4 separate regions of the Sus scrofa genome follow, and all the other regions are linked to region 3. Evidence: chromatin contacts called from public Hi-C and targeted proximity ligation data. All regions are on one chromosome and are shown on one strand. The core of a region is the stretch at or near the end of the contact, and the rest is flanking DNA. Distances in the headings are between cores, read along the strand shown.

The links. A called contact is a pair of places that touch in the nucleus more often than the background predicts.
Region 1: a Hi-C map of embryonic fibroblasts shows a contact between it and region 3, with 2.4 times the contacts expected there. A contact is called at or near these places in 6 of 47 Hi-C or Micro-C datasets (embryonic fibroblasts, fibroblasts, heart right ventricle and 2 more) and 2 of 2 datasets of targeted methods (alveolar macrophages and skeletal muscle).
Region 2: a targeted proximity ligation map of alveolar macrophages shows a contact between it and region 3. A contact is called at or near these places in 1 of 5 promoter capture datasets (liver), 1 of 47 Hi-C or Micro-C datasets (embryonic fibroblasts) and 2 of 2 datasets of targeted methods (alveolar macrophages and skeletal muscle).
Region 4: a targeted proximity ligation map of alveolar macrophages shows a contact between it and region 3. A contact is called at or near these places in 3 of 5 promoter capture datasets (fetal skeletal muscle and liver), 5 of 47 Hi-C or Micro-C datasets (embryonic fibroblasts, heart right ventricle, liver and 2 more) and 2 of 2 datasets of targeted methods (alveolar macrophages and skeletal muscle).

Annotation. Positions count from the first base shown.
Region 1 is chr3:111,403,228-111,405,927 of Sscrofa11.1, forward strand. The region is part of intron 7 of RBKS (ribokinase); the gene reads left to right. Among named protein-coding and RNA genes, the nearest start is that of TRNAE-UUC, 9.5 kb to the right of the region's middle.
Region 2 is chr3:111,466,762-111,469,461 of Sscrofa11.1, forward strand. No RefSeq gene overlaps it. Among named protein-coding and RNA genes, the nearest start is that of MRPL33, 29 kb to the left of the region's middle.
Region 3 is chr3:110,783,625-110,786,324 of Sscrofa11.1, forward strand. No RefSeq gene overlaps it. Among named protein-coding and RNA genes, the nearest start is that of PLB1, 44 kb to the left of the region's middle.
Region 4 is chr3:111,327,035-111,329,734 of Sscrofa11.1, forward strand. BABAM2 (BRCA1-A complex subunit BRE) reads right to left here and starts at 1,380. Exons shown (of 12, transcript XM_021088348.1): 1 at 1,245-1,380. It overlaps RBKS (ribokinase), which reads left to right and starts at 1,742. Exons shown (of 8, transcript NM_001315776.1): 1 at 1,742-1,834. The coding sequence starts at 1,743.

The DNA.
Region 1 (2,700 bases), core at 179-2,678, 620 kb after region 3:
AGTAAATAAGGTACCAATAAGTGAAGAATCTGGCCGTTCTGGAATGAAGGTTGGTACAATTTTTCCTTGTTCTCCAGTAGTTGAATTTTAATCAATATGCTGAAAATGGAAAGACCAGAGTCATCCTGCAATACCACTTACAATCCTTTGGGGCAGGGAGACGCTGCCTTGAACATCTATTGTCCCACTTACTTTGATTTTGCATTTGACCCCCCCCCATTGATCCCTCTCTGTTCTTATCCATCTAAATGAAAGAAGGCTTTATCCCCATAAACCTCCTTCCAGATGGAAATGCATAATTCAAGAGAAATACTGATGTCAAAGACGAGAAGGCACACCAATTTGTGTCAGCAGTTGGTGTAAATTAAAGAGGAGTACAAGGAGAGTTTAATGTAATGTAGAATTGAAAATAAAATTAGAACCAATATTTAAGCCAGCCTCTACCTCTTTTTTTCCCCTACCGTGACATGAAGGATTGACTCCCCGCTTCAGTACCTAATGTGGTTCAGTTTTCTTTCCTGCTAGAATGTTTTTCCCCCATAAGATATTGCATGTTTATCTTTGGCATTCAAAATGAGCTCTTTGCATTTCTGCCATTCCAATCTCAACGGAAGAGTCAGGGTGGCAAGAGGCAAAGTTTTCCCCTCATCTTCCACAACCATCGGGTTTGCAGCATAGAAAGGACTCTGCGCTACCAGCCTGTTGAGTTGCGGCTGCCGCAAACAGCGATTAATTCTTGATATTGATTCTCTCTAATGTGGGTGTCATTTCCATGGTTTCTTTGGTTTTTCTGAAGCTGGAAAATAAAAGGTTGATAAGGAACGTCTCAGGCATGTAGGACTGTGTGAGGTTTTCCTAAACGCTTAAGAGAAGAATTCTTTAGCACGCATCCAGAGAGGTTAGTCCGGTCAAAATGCCATTACTCAGCAGCTTTCTGGCGCTCTGCGTTCAGACTTCCCTCAGAGCCGGTATTGTTCTTTACGGTTGCGCATTGTTTTTGGCCACTGGTGGAATGCCCTAGCTTGATTCCCCCACCTTAATCACTAGACGTGGATTTAAATGATTCACTCTTTCCAGAAATAAATTCCTTGGGATAGTCATTCTCAGGGTGTGGTCCTCGGAACCCACTAGAAACAGGAACCCACTAGAAACACGCACCGTGGGCCCGCCCCAGATTTCCTGGATCAGAACCTTTGGGGTCGGGGCCCAGAATCTGCATTTTCACAAGCCCTCCAGGCAATTCTGACGCACACTCTAGGTTGAGACTGACTTAGAAGATGACATATTGCCTCCGTTGAGGATATTCAAAGATGTGCTGCCGGGTTTTAAAGAACGACTTTCTTTTTGAGCCAAGTCGGTGTTCACGTGTGGCCTCCCTCCAGGGGGCTGCTGTCACAGAGACTGGCCTTCCACTGAGACAGCCCAGTACTGCCACCTAGCCAGCTGACCCTGAGCAAGTTCTCATACTCGCTTTCTCATCTGGAAAATGAAAGACCCGCTCTGCTTACCACACAAAACTGGAAGGAGATTCAAAGTGAATCACGTCTACAAATATGCTCTATAAACCAGAAAGTCCTATGAAAAGTGAAAGTGGTGTCATGCAGGCAGGATGCTGGTAGTCTGAGCTTTATGTCGGGGCCAAGAACTTAGGAAAGGCCTGGATTTATCATTCCCTTGGCCAGATCCACCTTATTGTCTATATAATGACTGATTCATCACCTTGGTGAATGTATCTAAAATCCTGCCATTCTGTTGCTGTGGCTGTGCTGCAGGCCAGCAGCTGTAGCTCCGATTAGACCCCTAGCCTGGGAACTTCCATATGCTGCAGGTGCAGCCCTAAAAAGCAAAAAAAAAAAAAAAAAAAAGAAAGAAAGAAAAGAAATGTATAAACATAAATATTTTAAAAAATGAAATAAAATCCTGCCATTTCAGCCCACCCATGTATTTGGTGTTCAGAAGACCACTGCCTGACTAGTGACCACTAGAGACTTGAAAAATAGATTCATTTTCAGACATGTTCTCTTCAATGGAAAGCTGAGTGATGGTCACAAAGGATGGACCGTGGGTGTGGGCACTACACTCTCATGCCCAGAACTTGTCTCACGCTGGCAGTGAAAGGGTCTGCACCTCCTCACTTCAGCCTTGTGCCAGGGAGTCATGACCTCAGGAAGGAAGCGAAGTGTCCATTGCCGCATAACTAGTCATTGCAGAGAGGACCAAAAAGAAAATCCCTCGAGCAAATCCGATCGATGGAAACCAAGATTTTAAAACAGACCAGTCAGTGTGTCTGTGCGTGAGAAGAATGTGGTTGGACTTTTCCCTTGGAGGTTAGGGTTAGCCTTTATAAACAACTTTGCCATAGGAATTCTTAAACACCAAGCTGCCGGTGCATGTATAATTTAACTTTAAAACTTTACAGACTGTTGAGGGAACATATCTGGGCAGGAAGGAAGCTAAATCTGTTGCCTTGGTGCTTATTGGGAATGCAGTGTTAGTACCACAGAACGGTTCCCACTGGGCCGACATCAACGTCACTTCTCACACAAAACGGCAGCTAAAACCCAGAGATTCGATATGAATCTCATGGGTAAATTGTGACTAAATTATTGGTTAATTATGGGAAAATAAGCTGTTGGTTAATTATGAAATTAGAATAGAAGGAGTTCCTGTCGTGGCTCAGCGGAAATGAATCTGACTGGC
Region 2 (2,700 bases), core at 55-2,554, 680 kb after region 3:
GGAAATCCTAAGAGAACATTTTTAATGTTAGCAATAGTTATGAAAAGGAAACTACGTGAAAAAAAAAAAAAAACTGTGGCAACTGTTAACTGCAACCTGAGCCACAGCTGTAACCAGAATCACAGCAATGACAAAGCCCGATGTTTACCCTGCTAAGCCATGAGGGAACTCACAGATTATATCACCTTTATGTTACTGGGATAAAAAGAAGCCAAAGATGGGAGTTCTCTGATGGCCTAGCGGGTTGAGGCTCCTGAGTTCTCACCAGTATGGCTCTGGTTGCTGCTGTGTGCTATAGGTTCAATCCCTGGCCCAGAAACTTCCACATATTGCCTGTGTGGCAAAAAAGGAACACACACACACAAAACAAAAAAAAAGAGAGAGAGAGAGAACCTGAAATAAAATGTTGCAACTCTCATTTAAAAAAAAAAAGGAAGGCCAAAGATTGTCAAGAAACAGGTCAGAGGAGTTCCCATTGTGGCTCAGTGGGTTAAGAACCAACGAGTATCCATGAGGATGCAGGTTTGATCCCTGGCCTTGTTCAGTGGGTTAAAGATCCTGAATTGTTGTGGCTGTGGTATAGGCCGGCAGCTGCAGCTCCGATTTGACCTCTAGCCTGGAAACTTCCATATGCCGTGGGTGCGCCCCCAGGAAGAAAAAAAGAAAAAAGAAACAGGGCAGAATCAGGAGGCAAACTCCCTATTCTGGTCTCTTAGCCAGGGTTCTGGTCCCAAGGCCTCACGGACCATAGTGAACCATCTAAAACGAGCAAAGCTGATTATGTCCCTCACATGTGAAAAACAGATGATCTTTGGGAGTTTTATAAGCAAAACAGCGCAAACGGGAGCTTCTTGGAATTCGGCATCTAGGAGTATCCGTGGGCTATGTGGCCAAAAGCATGTAGGATGGCGGGAAGTGTGTCCCTGACACCAGCCCTTCCCTCCTGGGCGTCTTCCCCCCAAATCCACATTCGTATGTGCTCAGGTGACCCTGGAAAGGTGTCTGGGTGCCCCACTCCTCTCCACTGTGCTCTGTGGAGTGAAAGCCAGCTTTCTGGAGCAGAAAGCTCCATCCAGGGAATGGGGGGAGGGTATAGGGGGGAGGGGACAGTTTAGAAGGGCAGGGGGATAACAGATGAGGCTAAATTAATTTTGGAAACCATTAAATCTTTGAAAAGAGAGCGTGTTTTCAGCAGGGACAGTGAATCACTGTGATTTGCAGAAACAGGCACAAAGCAATTAGCCATCTGGATACTGTGGCTTCCAGCCCCCCAGCGGAAACTTCAAGTGAGCGGAAGGCTGGTCATTATTCAGCCCAGGCCCAGCTCTCCAGACCCCACAGAGAAGTCCGTGCCTCTAGCCGGCTGGGAGCCCAGAGACCTCGGACAAAGGGCAACTTGGCAAAAGTCACAGAAAAATGGGCAGGAAATGCAACGCCAGCCACAGAGAGCCAGCACTACTTCCTCCTTCCTGTGAGCGTCCCCCCAAATCCATCATGACTGAGGGAGCAGTTCATTCGCTCGTTAAGCATTCGCTAATCACCTACTACCTCCCAGGCTTTTTGCTGGTACATCCATTACGTCATTGAATCCTCATTTAATCCCCATGACATGCAAATGAGGAGAGCCACCTGGGGCACACTTTTGAGGGGCCCCATCACAGGGTATTCTATGCGACTAGCACGCCCTGGAGTCCTAAAGCAGAGTAGCCTTGCTGCGAGAGAGTATCACCACCTTTCAAAAAATTAAAGGTATTGAAACTAACCCCCCCCAGTTCACCCATCCTAAAAAAAAAAAAAAAAATGAGTTATCTTTTGCAGTCAATGAGGAAAGAAAAACCAAAAAAGAAGCCATGCACTTGCTCAGGGTAAGTGGCAGGATTGAGAAGGAATGGAACTTGGAATTCTGTGCCCTTTCCTAGAAGATCCGTATATGCCACTCGCTCCTCTATCTGCCTCATAAAGTTGTGAGAACCAAATAATACACAATGATAACATGGATGTGAAAGAGTTTATAAACTGTAGAGTGCTATACACAGCTGAGCTGTTTTTATAAAGAAAACCCTTACCCTGCTCCCGCCAATGCCCTGTAGCCCTTTGGCGCTACTCCTCCATTCATTCCTAGAAACTGCCAGGAGACAGGGGACAAGCCCTTCCGGGAAAAGGGGCAGCAAGGCTCTCCAGGAGGAGAAAGGACAACCGACCTGAAAGCGTGCTTTGCTCGAGGAAGCCTGACTGGTCTGGACTAGGCTGTGATTTGCAGACTGGGACAGTTCTGGCCCTGCTGCACCATCCGTTTGCACCACGAGTAGCCGAAAGACCAAAAGGAGCAAGATGCTGCCAGAGGGAGCCCACTTCCCATAAAGGGAGAGAGGTCCGGAAGGGTGCCCGGGTCCTCCTCTGGCCCGCCTGAGTCGCTGTGGGCTCACTGACCGTCATTCCCCTCTCCATGCGTGGGTGAACAGGGAATCTCTCCAGAGCCTCAGCTGAGAGCTGGTGAGCTCAGCTCAGGATGCTGCTGAAGCCTGGGAGGCCCCTGACCTGGGTGGCCAGAATGTTGTCATCTGCTGTCTGCATCTGCAGTCTCTCCAGCCGCTGCTGGGGGCAGCAGCTCCCTGACCAGGAAGAAGCCAAGGGGAATGCAGAGAGCTCAGACCTGGAGCCAGGTCACCTGGGTGAGAAGCCAGGTCCCTGGGCGAGGCT
Region 3 (2,700 bases), core at 152-2,651:
TACCCCCAAGCTGAGCCCTGTCAGGCCCTCCCCCCGCCCCTACATGTGGAAATTCTTTGTTCCCATCTTCCCTGGGCTTTCTGGCTGTGCGGTCCCTCTTCTGCCCTCTCAAGCCTGCTTTGGTCCTTCTGTCCTGGCTCCGGCCAATGGGCCTTCCACTGGGTTTATTCCTGAGGGTAAGACGCAGTCACTGTGCTGGGTCAGGGGTCACAGATGCCAGCCTTCTTACATCAGCCCACTTCAGGGAGCCCCAGGGAGTCAGCAGTTATCACACCTCCCTGAGGCCTGGCCCCCAGAAACCAGAAACCACAAGGCAGTGATGAGGAAATGCAGGGGGAGGGGGTGGAGGCAGGGACAGGTGGCGGCCCACACACTTGCCTGTGTTAGTCACTGAAGGGGCCCAGCAGAGCAGAGGTCATCTCGAAAGCTGGTGCCAGGGGTGGCAAGAAAGGCCCACGGGCAAAACCAGCCAGAAGAGGCGCTCTGTCAAAACACACTTCTCTCTCTTTTTCTTCTTATGGCCCCACCTGCAGCATATGGACATGCCCAGGCTAGAGGTCAAATGGGAGCTACAGCAGCCGGCCTACACCACAGCCGAGGCAACGCCAGATCCGAGCCCCATCTCAACCTAGGCCGCAGCTGACGGCCCCACCAGATCCTTAACCCACTGAGCGAGGCCAGGGATCCAACCCACATCCTCACAAACACTACGCCGGGTCCTTAACCCACTGAGCCACAACATGAAATCCCTTCTCTTGCTGGAGGGGTGGTTTTCTTTTCGAGATGCCACAGCAAGACCCCAAATGCAGGAGGATGTCTTGATTCATCACGGGCCGATGTTTCGTTTTGCTCCATCAGCGCCACGCCCCGTTCCCCTACCGTGCGCCAAGCTCCAGAACCAGCGTCCTCCTCCTGCTTCACAAGGAGCTTTGGCTGCAGCTTCCCTGCCGCCCAGCTGGTCGCCCAGCTGGAACTCTGCCCGAGCCGGCCCAGACCAGGAGTACCACGACCAAGTGTGGCTCAGAGTCGTTTATCCATCACGCGTTCCTTGAGCACCTACTCTCGCGGCCCTCGTGCTGATGGGGTTCTTACTTCCTTCATGGGTTGCCTCCCGGAGATGGTTCTGGAGGCTTCATCAGATGGTTGAGGGCTACGTCTGACCTGAGTGGGGTGCTCAGATGTCCCGACTTGCCTGGAACAGTCCCATTTTATGTCTATTTTCCCAGCCTCATAATCAGCAGAACCCCCTCTTACTATCAGACTCGTCCTGGTTTGGAAGATATTTGTTAGGTTGGGGCATTGCCCACCGGGAGCGGCTCAGGGGAGCTCTGTGTGATGTGCCCTTAACCCCAGAGGAGGAGGGGCAGCTGGGCCGTGAGAGGTAGACGCTAGAGGGCGCCAGTTAGCCGTAATTGGCCCGGCCAAGTCTCCACGTTGGCGCTGGACTGGCAGCCAGGGGCAAGGCCTGTCCTAGGAGAGAGGCAGGCAGCGGCCGGCAGGGGGAGCTCGCCCAGCAGAGCCCAAGTGATCCTTTTCGGGGGGGCCCCCCTTCTCTCGCTCCCCCAGGCACTCAGAAGAGTGATGGAGCAGTGCCTGGGAGGGAAGAGGGGTCCTGGCACTGCCCCCCGCCTCCTCTGTTTCAGCCTGGCCAGGCCCCTCCCAGCCTCTGTCCCTGGCTCTTGGGTGTGGCATGGTCTTGGAGACAGACCTCTAGGCCTGCTCTCTTGAGGGCCTGGCGCTGGGCCTCAGATGGCCGTTCTGGAAAAAATGGCCAGGCCAGGCAGGCATCAGGGAAACTCCACAGCCCTCCAGGGGTGAGGATGGGAGTGGGAAAAGACCAGAGGCAGGAGGTAGAAAGAGCCCATTTTTCCTCCTTGACCTAGACTTCAGGCACAACACAGGGTCCTGGCATGCTCTCCTGTGAAGAGCCCACTGCTCACTGCCCTGCCCTGGCCACTGCCCTGTCCCCCCCCACAACTGGACACAGGACTGGCCTCCAGGCAGGCAAGCTCCCTGTTCCCATTCTGTTCCCCAGCCCCTAGCCCCCTCTCCAGCTGATGAACTTGGGGACGCCAAGCAGGAGAGAGCAGGCGGCCCAAAAGCAGCGTTGGGGACTATTAAAACCACATGCTTTGGTGGCCAACAGACTTGTGCCTGGGTTGCAGCTCTGCACTTGGTGGCTGTGTGACATTGGGCGCGTTATTTAACTGCCCTAAGCCTCAGCTGACTCACCTGCAAAAGGTAATAAAAGAGTATCTATTTCGCAAGGGTGATGTAAGGATTAAATGCAGTAAGAACACAGAGTGCCTCGCTCAGTGTCTGACACCCGCCCCCCGCCCCCCGCCGCCGGGGGGCGGGGGCAGCAGCAACAGCAAGGCCCTTCAGCCCCAGCCCAGCTTTTCTCTCTGCAGCGGGAATCCTCGTCTGAAGGAGAGGAACAAAGATGGATTGCAGGAGTTCCCGTCGTGGTGCAGCAGAGACGGATCCAACTAGGAACCATGAGGTTGCGTGTTCAATCCCTGGCCTTGCTCAGCAGGTTAAGGATCCGGCGTTGCTGTGAGCTGTGGTGTAGGCCGGCAGCTACAGCTCCAATTCGACCCCTAGCCTGGGAACCTCCATATGCCGCAGGTGCAGCCCTAAAAAGCCAAAAAGAAAAAAGACAAAAAAAAAAAAAAGATGGATTGGAAAAGGCTTTATGGG
Region 4 (2,700 bases), core at 130-2,629, 540 kb after region 3:
AAAAGCATCAAAGTGAATGTGCTTTTTTTAAAAAAAAAAAAAAAAAGCATACATCTAGTAAAATGTGAGCAAAAAAGTCACCAATTTAAACTAATGGTTGCTTGACAACCAGAAACAAATTAGACTACTGTTGGTCTACTGCTGAAGCCTAGTGATTCACCAGGCAAACACTAAAGGGAACAAACCTGCTCCAGAAACCAAACTATACTTAAGGTGACAACATCCCATTCAATTCAGCAACTGGCATGACCTTAGAATGACACCTGAAGGAATGAATTTGTCTTTGTTTCCAGCACAGCCAGAACACTATCTTTTGACAGTGCAAGATTTCATGCAGCATTAAAATGTTTCAGCAGGAGCTGTTGTGACTTCTCTAAGGAAAAAAAAAAAAAAAAACCACTGATTCCAAAATCACAGGTCACCAAACAGCCAAAAAAGATGGTTCTTTGGCGCAATCCTTTTGAGTAAGGGACACGGATGGGGGTTCAACCCCCAGTAGTAACTTTACACATCGAAGCACAATAAGAGATCCTAGATAGGCAAAAATTTACGGTGGTCAGCCTCCCCTGAATGCTAATTGTGCAATTTCTATTTCCTGATTTTGACGTATTACAGAAGGAAAATGCAGAAATACAATTTTTATAGGGATCTGCTGCCTCAAAATAGGGTCACATGAGGTCCTCTGATGGGCAGCCTGGGGAATACAAAGACGTCTGAAGCATCGTCAGTTTCTTGCAATTAAGATGGGATGACAAACACGGAAACATGTGCCCAGCTTACGTCATGGAACGGAAAGGGGTGGCGTCCTGCTGCGTCACGTCGACGTCACGCAGCGCACGAGGGAAGTTACACGGGGGAAGCAATTTCTCCAAGGGGCAATGTTCAAGAAAAACAAGTCGACTCGAACCCAAAGAATGACATCCCGCTCCAAAGGGGGACATCTAAAAGGGACCAGAGGCTCTTCCTTCTCCCAAATTGTACGATCCCCTCATCAGGCGGGAAGGAGGAAGGAGCTGAGCTTAATCAGGGACCAGGGGCGGGCTAGGCATGGAAAGAGCAGCCTCTGGCCTTGGGGGCTCGTTCTCTAGGGAGCCAGCATGATGGGAATGAACAGGGCATCTTTGGAACAGGGGCCTTCTCTATAGAAAGAGGAGGCGAGCCCTGGGCATATTTAAACCACTGTCCTTAGCACCACCTGTGCGACTCGGGATCCAACCTCCCCGCACCAGCCCCAGTCCAGGTACCTGGAGCTTAGTCCGATCGGTAACCGGCGACTACGTGGGGTACAGGTTACCCGAGCGCGCCCCCGACCGACGCACCAACCTGCGCGCGCACCGCGGGCCGGATGCGTGCGCGCCCCCCGGACGTCCCGCCCCGCCCCCTCTGCGGCCCAGGAGCCGGGCGGCGTGCGCGTCCCCGGCCGCGCCAGGCCAGGCGCTCGGAGAGGCGTCCCCGCAGTGCCTGAAAGTTCCTGCCTCGGCGCCTGCCTCGTGCGCGGCAAGCAGCACGGAGTCTGGACCGATCAGGAGGGCTCTGTAGCGGGAAGCTGTGCAGGGAGACAATTCCTGGAAGAACTGGGGGCAGTTGGTGGGCGGGGTTATTTCGGGCATTCAGGTGGGCGACCCGCACGGACGTCCTGCAAGGCCCGCGTCGTTAGGGAGCGTAGGAGTGGCGTCCCTGGTTACCGGGTCGGGCAAAGGTTAAAGGGCAGCCTCCTGGTTGGAGAGCGCCGACGTAGAGCAATGGCCGCGTCTGGGGAACCCGGGAGGCAGTGGCAGGAGCAGGTGGCGGCGGCAGTGGTGGTGGTGGGCTCCTGCATGACCGACCTGGTCAGGTTAGTCTGGGGCCAGTTTGCAGAAGCCGCTGCTCGCGGGAGGGACGGACCGTGTTCTCTCTTCTTACTGCCTTGGCACTGGGGCCTTGGGCATGGAGCCTGTTGGCTTTTGGTGTGAACTACAGGTTTCCCCAGGCCGCCCTGTGCCTCGATGGGAAGAGGCAGGTTTTGAGTCTGTGAAGGTAACTGTCAGATGAGGAAACAAAGGCCAGAGCGTAGTAAAAGCTCTCGTGTAACTAGAAGCGCCTCCAAAGACCTGTTCCTGTTTTCCGGACCAGGCTGTTGAACCTCTCCCCGGGCTAGCCAGTGACTTTAACCAAGTTATTTTACCTTCCAGAAGGTGCCCCCACCTCACTGGGCTGTTATGAAAGTGAAATGAACTAAAGTGTTTTGAGCCATAACACCATCCAGGTTGGGTATTATTCGTGGAACGTGTATAAAATGAGTGGAGCAGAGGTCAACAGGCCGTTCACTCTATTGATCGTTAGCATTCTTGCATTTCATATTTTCCGTTTATTTTTCAGTATTAGAGTAACTGTAGGTTACTTATGGCAAACCAAGTGTGAATCAAAATAAAAACCCATAAATACAATATCTATAATAGTAAAAAACAAAATCGGAGTTCTCTTGTGGTGTAGCGGGTTAAGGATCCAGCGTTGTCACTGCAGAGGCTTGGCCACTGCTGTGGCTCGCATTGGATCCCTGGCCCTGGCATGGACCAAAAAAAAAAAAAAAAAGGGATGAAATAAAATATGCTAGAAGGAAATCGGAAAATCGTTGAGCTAGGTCAGTGACATTGGATCTTTCCAATTTATTTTTTAATGAAAATGGCTTTTTTGATTGTAAAAGTAATATTTATTTATTGC